Linked DNA regions of Oryctolagus cuniculus: region 1 is linked to region 2. The links are chromatin contacts, called in public Hi-C maps. All regions are on one chromosome and are shown on one strand. The core of a region is the stretch at or near the end of the contact, and the rest is flanking DNA. Distances in the headings are between cores, read along the strand shown. Region 1 has its middle 95 kb from the start of DCTD. Region 2 overlaps LOC138848472 (a long non-coding RNA gene).

Region 1 (3,325 bases), core at 170-2,669, 1.6 Mb after region 2:
AAGTCTGTCATGGAGGAATATAGAGTTCCTAGAGTCTTGTGTGTGGAGAATTTATGAGAAACTGATTCCAAGCCTAGAGTAAGTAACATCATTATTCAGTTTAGAGTTAATGGGCTCCACAAAGCAAATTTAATAAATCCTTCTGGGATCTAAGCTGAGGAAAATTAAAATTAGAAGCATAAATTGTGACTTCTTGGGCAGCAGAGTGGCTTGGTTACAGTCTTCCTGCTTACAGAGTGAATTGTGAGCGGGGCTTTAGCAGACCCTGGCCACAGGCACTCAGCCTGCATTAGGAAGGGAAATCTTAGGCGTGCGCAGGGATTCCCTGAATTCCACCCACAATGGCATTGGCTACATGGCAGAACTCGCAGCCACAGAACTGACAGGATTTGCAAGCGGCCCACTGGGTCAAAATGAGTTCTTTAACATTTTCACAAGTTATCTTGAACAATGGGGTGTGAGGGGAGCACAAATGTCCAAGGAGTTAAGATGACAAGTTCTTTGACAGGCCTGAGAGGCTGAAAATGAAACCGCTCAGCGGAAGCTTGAGAAAGTATGCCAATCGCTGGCTCCCACCTGGGGCTCCCATCACCCAAGAGATTAATGGCAGCCTAAGTGAAGAAACTGCCCAACCCCAAGTCCCACCCCACCCCCTAATTAAAACCCGGGAGATTCCAGTCTACCTGTCCTAAAGAAGTGCTCCAGAAATTGTCTCCAGGACGCCTGTCCCTACATCTATGATGCCCCTTCTCTCTGGATTTCCCACGCAGATGTTGTCAGATGGTGATGCGGGGGGCTTCTAAGACTTAGAAGGGAAATCCTAGGGCTCCCCTGGTAGACCAGATGGGCTTCAACTAATTACTCAGGGCATCACAGGGAACGAGTGTCCTCGTCTCCAATTTGCCCACAAGGGGTTCTAAACAAGCACGGTTTCAATTCTCCTCCCTTTAGCTGTGACAGGCATTTCCAAGTTCAAAAAAAGGGGGTGGTGGGTGAGGAGGGACGAGGAGAGGCCTGAGGCATCCGCACAGCGGTGACGCCGCGGGGCAGGGGAAGGGCCAGTCGGGCCCATGGCGGTGGCCTCCATCCAGGGCTTCCTGCCTGCCTTCCCCTTGATCTCCTGGGGCTCTCTGGCTTCTGAGGGAACGAGAGGCCCCGAACATCTGGAGGCCCAGCGGACCGTGTCTGTAGGACGCCTGCGCCTCCTGAAATGCCCAGGAGGGCTGGTCAGAGAGGCCTGGGCCTCTGGGCTGGTCGCTGGCCATGCCTGCAGGTGAGGCCCTTTCCGGAAGGGCTGCAGCGCCCCCTAGTGCTGCGCGCGGCGCCCGGGACCAGAAACGGCGTCCTGGGCCGCCCGCCTCGCCCCCGCGCCCCCTCTCAGCGGCGGAGCTCCGTCCACCCGTCCTCTCTTCTCCCGGCGGCGCTCTGCCCACAGAGTTTCACACGTAAAGCGATTACTTCTGCTTCACGCACCACCTCACTGAGGCCCGGGCCTCGCGGAAATCGCTCCCGTCAGAGCGCCCCGCACGTCAGGCAGCGCCTTTGTCAGGCCGCGCTGCTCGTGCCTGGCAGATCAAACCGAGGCCCGTCCTCCCGGGGACTGACCGCGGGCTATTTGAGTTGTGCAGCCCCCCGAAAACAGAGCTTTCTGAGCTATCACACCGTTTCCCTTTTACTTTTCATGTTAACAGCCCTGTCGAGGCCGAGAATTTCCCAGAAGGAGACCACCATTTAAATTCAGAGAGGCAGCGGTATTTCTGAGGGCGCCAGGCGCTCACGGAAAGTGCTGGAGCCACAGGCTGGAAAGCGAACCCCCTCCCGACTCCCCGCCAGCCCCCAGACCCCCCCCCCAGCTCGTCCCCCACAGCCGGGTGAAATCCAGTGTCCCTCTTCTTCCACGTGGAGCGAAAATCAGGGGCTCCGACTTATCTTACCTGGGCTGGGCCCTGGGCTGCTGATTTAAAATGTCGGCCAGTACCAGTCGTCTGCCTACAGAAACCCGCCCAACTAGCATTTTTGGAGGCCTGCTGGGACCCAATCCACAGACCCTTTTACTACCCAAGTTCTCAGTGACAGAAAGAAGACCAGGAAGTATCACCCTGAGTTAGAGACCAGACTGGACAGTTGTGGCTTCACAGGAAACCAAAACGGCCTACTACTCGGATGCAGGGTTAGCTCCACACCCCGCACCTGGCTCACAGACCCAGCCAGCCAGTGTCTGTCTTTGGGGGCAGCCAGTCACCAAGAGAAGGGCTCCCCAAGGCCTAGTTCATCTTTCCTAACTCACCAGGAACAGCACCTGAGGCCACTGCCTTTCTGTCCCCATAATGACAACGAGGCATCAAATTTCACACACACACACACACACACACACACACCCGTGTGCCAAGAGACACAGGGGAGCTGGTGGGACCCGGATGGAGACCATCACACCAGGCCTCAGGGCCCTGGGGTTCCCCCGACATTGCCACAGGCCACACTGCCTCCCTCCTCCCACCTTGTCAAGGAGGAGTAGGTCTCCACCAGTGACCTCAAGCACCTCCTTCCTGCTCTGACAGCCGGGTTGGTACTCAGTCCCTAAACACAAGTCCCTACCTCCCAAGCACAGTCGGGTGGCCTCGAGGTTGGGTTGGAAGGTCCCATGTCATCCCGCTGCTCCCAGGATGAGCCCCTCTTCACCCCCACTGCCAGACCCGAGTGGCCTGGGCTTGTCTGCATGGGGAGGGGAGCCAGGGCGTGGAGTGGGTGGAGACAATTACGCCCCAGTTACCCTGCGCTCTTTAGGATGTGGACGGCAGGCTTGGCGGGGCTTGTGTAAATCAAAGGGAAACAGGCCCAGTTCTGGCCGCCACGCAGGGCTCTTGCTGCAGCCTCCGCCAATTAGCGCCATAGTTAATCAGACTTAGCCATTCCCTGGGGAGGCGTGCAGCTGGGAGAAGCCCAGAGCAGCAGAGACTGCTGGAGTCCCAGCTGGCCTGTCCGGGGCGGACAGCTGCTCGCCGGCTCTGTACTTTGGTTTTCTCCATCTTCAGAGTGGGCCCAAACCTCCGCCCCTGAGCTGCTCCTTCCCGCCCTTGCACGCCCACTTGTACAGCTGTGTGCAGGTGTGCATACTGCCTTCCAAAATTCATGAAAAACACACACAATGAAAACACTGTGCCTGGCTTTCAAAGTTTTGTTTGTACCAAACTTATCTTTTAAATTCCATATTTCCACAAACTCTTAGAAGTACCCTCAAATGTTGGGAAGGGAGAGAAAGCTGGGAAAAGATCCTACGGTGAATTTTTTTAATTTGAGAGACAAAAAGAGCTCCCATCCTCTAGTT
Region 2 (3,236 bases), core at 442-2,941:
AGGAAACCTGTGAGAAATTAGAGCTATTAGCTAGTATGGTGGAAAAGAAAAAACAATGCACCAGAAGGCAGAAGGCATGTATTTGGATTCTGAATCTTATTACCTGTGGAATCCTGAGCAAGCTGCTAATCCTATTTGGCCTCCATTTCTCATCTCTACAATAACAGTGATGGATTAGCTTGTCTCTGAGAGCTTTCCACAACTAAGATTTTTTTTTCAATTCTGTAAGTGTCTGAGCAAAGAAGAAAAAAAGAAATACTGAAAAAAAAGAAGGGAGGAAAAAAGATAATCTTTTGATAATCCATATTCCTACTAAGAGTAGGAATAAGTTGAAGTATAAGGAAAATTACATAGAAGAGATTATTTTGATATGACTGCATTACATAGAAAGAATTTGGTTTTGCGATTGGGTATCTAAACATTCTTGCAAGAATATTTTATTTACACTAATTTCTACATTATCTGTTGTTGTAGTTGTTGTTTTCGTTACTCATACCTGTTCATTTTGCCCAGAGATGGAGTCATGCTTTCTGGACGTGATAGCTAAAGTTATGGTCTTGTGTACAGTGTATTGAATAATTACTAAAATATGAACTGCCCTGTGTTTTGTTGGAATAGTTTAACACCACCCCCTTTGAAAATTTTCATATTTTCTTTAAACATTGCCTGTTCAAGTTCCATCACTACTTAAGGGAATTCTAATCAGTAATTGTTAATGAAATTATTTTTAATATGTTTAACCATAATCAAGAATATTTTCTAAAAAGCTGAAACATTTTAACATAGCAGAGATACAGAGTTTTTCTTACTCATTATCTGCCTTTGAAATTTAATGTAAAGATGTCATTTTTCATGGCAAGTATGTGTTATTTTATGTCAGTTGAGTTCTTATCCACGGCTGTACCCTTTCATCTATGATCATGGAAAGTTCATTATTGTACTTAGCTAGCTATTTTGTACATAGTATTGGCTCAGATAGGTATCTCAAGGCAGAATATGAATTCCTATCTGTACCTAAAAGGGATATGACATTGTGCCTCCTCAAAGCACAGCCACCTTTGGTGTCAAGATAATAGCTCAAAACTATGGCCCAATTAACTGAGGACACTGTTGAGGAGGTCAAAGATCCCATAAAAACTAGTAAAGACACAGGAGTTAGACAATCAAAAGAATCTGAAGCAATGATCTGGGGTCATAATGATTACCTCTGGAGCCTCTGGAGCCAAAGAGAGCATTCAAGAAAAAAAAAAGCTCAAATTGTCATGTAGAAAGCTTCAAGCCCAGTCAAGTTACAAGGCAGAATTTAGACCCTAATAAAATCCACCACAACATTTCATTCTTTATCATTGGTTAATTATTCTTTTTTTCAGGATCCAGGTAAATAGGACTAGCTGATGCCCTGCCCCTTTGTTGGTTAATTTTGAAATTGGGAAACAGATTTGTAGCTCTTTTTCAGTTGCCTTAAAATGAATGGGCATGCAATGACAGCCATTCATTTTCAATGAAAACCAAACCATTTGACATAGTGCAGCAAAGGTAAAGTAGAAAGTACATTCAGCAAAAAGGATGTGGGTGGAATATGAGACACATGGCTGAAACTCCTATTCATATCTTGAGGTTTAAAATCGCTGAGTGGGTGAGATCCATTGCTGTGGTTCACTAAAGGACAGCGACCTGCATTTGAACCAAGGCTCACTTCTCTTGACCTAAAAATGTCATGGTAATAAACAACTCACAGGGAAGTGGTAAATCATAGTCATTAAACAAACAAATCATTGAAGACTGTCAGTTTCTGCTTGGAAGAGTGTAGGCATCCTCACAATTATGTAACCCAAAAGCACCAATCCCTTGCAAAGAGACTCGTGGAAGAGGCCACACGTTTCCTGGTTGTCACACAGTTCCCCCATTTCCACAAGACTTTACTTTGCATTAGAATTTTTTTACAATTTAGCTTTTGATTTTGTGCTGCTTTGCCTGCCTAGATACAATAGGTGGCTACTGTTGGAAGAGATACATCTCAGATTCCTTTTAGGTACACTAAGGAATTGATGGGACAGGTGTTTGGCATAGCAGGTGAAACCCAGCCTGAGACCTGCATCCTATAAAGGAGAACTTGGCATAGCTCCCAATTCCACTTTCCACAAATGCATATCCTGAGGGGACAGGAGAGAGAGGTCAAGTCATTGGGTCTCTGCCCCTCACAGGGGAGACCTAGATCGAGTTCTTGGCTCCTGGCTTCAGCCTGGCCCACCCCTGACTGTTGTGGACATCTGGGGAGCAAACCAGCAGATGAAAGATCTCTTGTCAGTCTATCTCTCTTGCTCTCTCTCACTGACTTTCAAATAAATGCAATTTTTAAAAAATGAAAACCCAAGGAAATGAGAAAAAAAATTAAGGAAATCAGTTGAATTCAAATAAAATGTCACACGTGACATGGAAAAATCATATCTTTACCTTAAATTTCAAATGCAGATAATAAGAAAGAAACCCATCTCTACCTCCTATTTCCTAGATTATCATCAGATTCTAAAGTACACTAAGTCATCATCTCAAGCTGTACTCCACGTTCACGGGTTTGGCGTTGCCACCCATTTTCCCAGGGATAACATCACGTGAATGCGCTGTGCTTTCGTTTGCTCCTCTATTTCTGTTCCAAGTGACCTGCGGCAGGAATTGCAGTGCCCTCACAACGGAAGGTGGCGATCCCCCACTGCTTATGATTAGTGAGGTTCTCCGAGGCAGGGCTCACAATCTCAGATAAACTGTGCCCCTCAATTACAAGGGCTGGTTGAATATGATCCTTGCTTTACAAGTACCTTATTTTCCAATATGCAGTGTCTACATTCAATTATCAGGCATTATTGGAAACACAAAGGTCACTACTTACATCTCAAAAGCTCTTAAAGCAAGCATGTTATTGCTTCCTGTACACTTTGGGCTTTAAAACCTTTGAATTCACTTCAGGAGACTATTACCATCATCTCTGTTCTTTTTCAACACCATCATATAATGGAAAAAAGTCCTGGCCCAAATACTGAATAAACCAACAAAGCCATTCAAAAGGAAAACACTGTGTTTTAAAAACTGCAAAACAAAATGATTGGTTCCATTCTCCATCTCCTTCATCCCCACTCATCACTCCAATGTCAAATGCTGGGCCAACCCTTTGCTAGCATGAAGACTTAAAGTGAGAATAAGAAGCCAGTCATTATTTTTATCATTCATATTAATTATAA

The links. A called contact is a pair of places that touch in the nucleus more often than the background predicts.
Region 1: a contact with region 2 is called in a Hi-C map of skin fibroblasts, with 4 times the contacts expected there. The contact joins two enhancer-like sites. A contact is called at or near these places in 4 of 6 Hi-C or Micro-C datasets (ear pinna, embryonic fibroblasts, skin fibroblasts and 1 more).

The regions. Positions count from the first base shown.
Region 1 is chr2:64,667,177-64,670,501 of mOryCun1.1, forward strand. No RefSeq gene overlaps it. Among named protein-coding and RNA genes, the nearest start is that of DCTD, 95 kb to the right of the region's middle. Within about 2 kb of position 1,420, at least 1 of the 8 cell types and tissues checked has an H3K27ac peak or open chromatin away from gene starts, as enhancers often do.
Region 2 is chr2:63,028,145-63,031,380 of mOryCun1.1, forward strand. All of the region lies in intron 4 of LOC138848472 (a long non-coding RNA gene), which reads left to right. Among named protein-coding and RNA genes, the nearest start is that of TRNAK-UUU, 940 kb to the left of the region's middle. Within about 2 kb of position 1,692, at least 1 of the 8 cell types and tissues checked has an H3K27ac peak or open chromatin away from gene starts, as enhancers often do.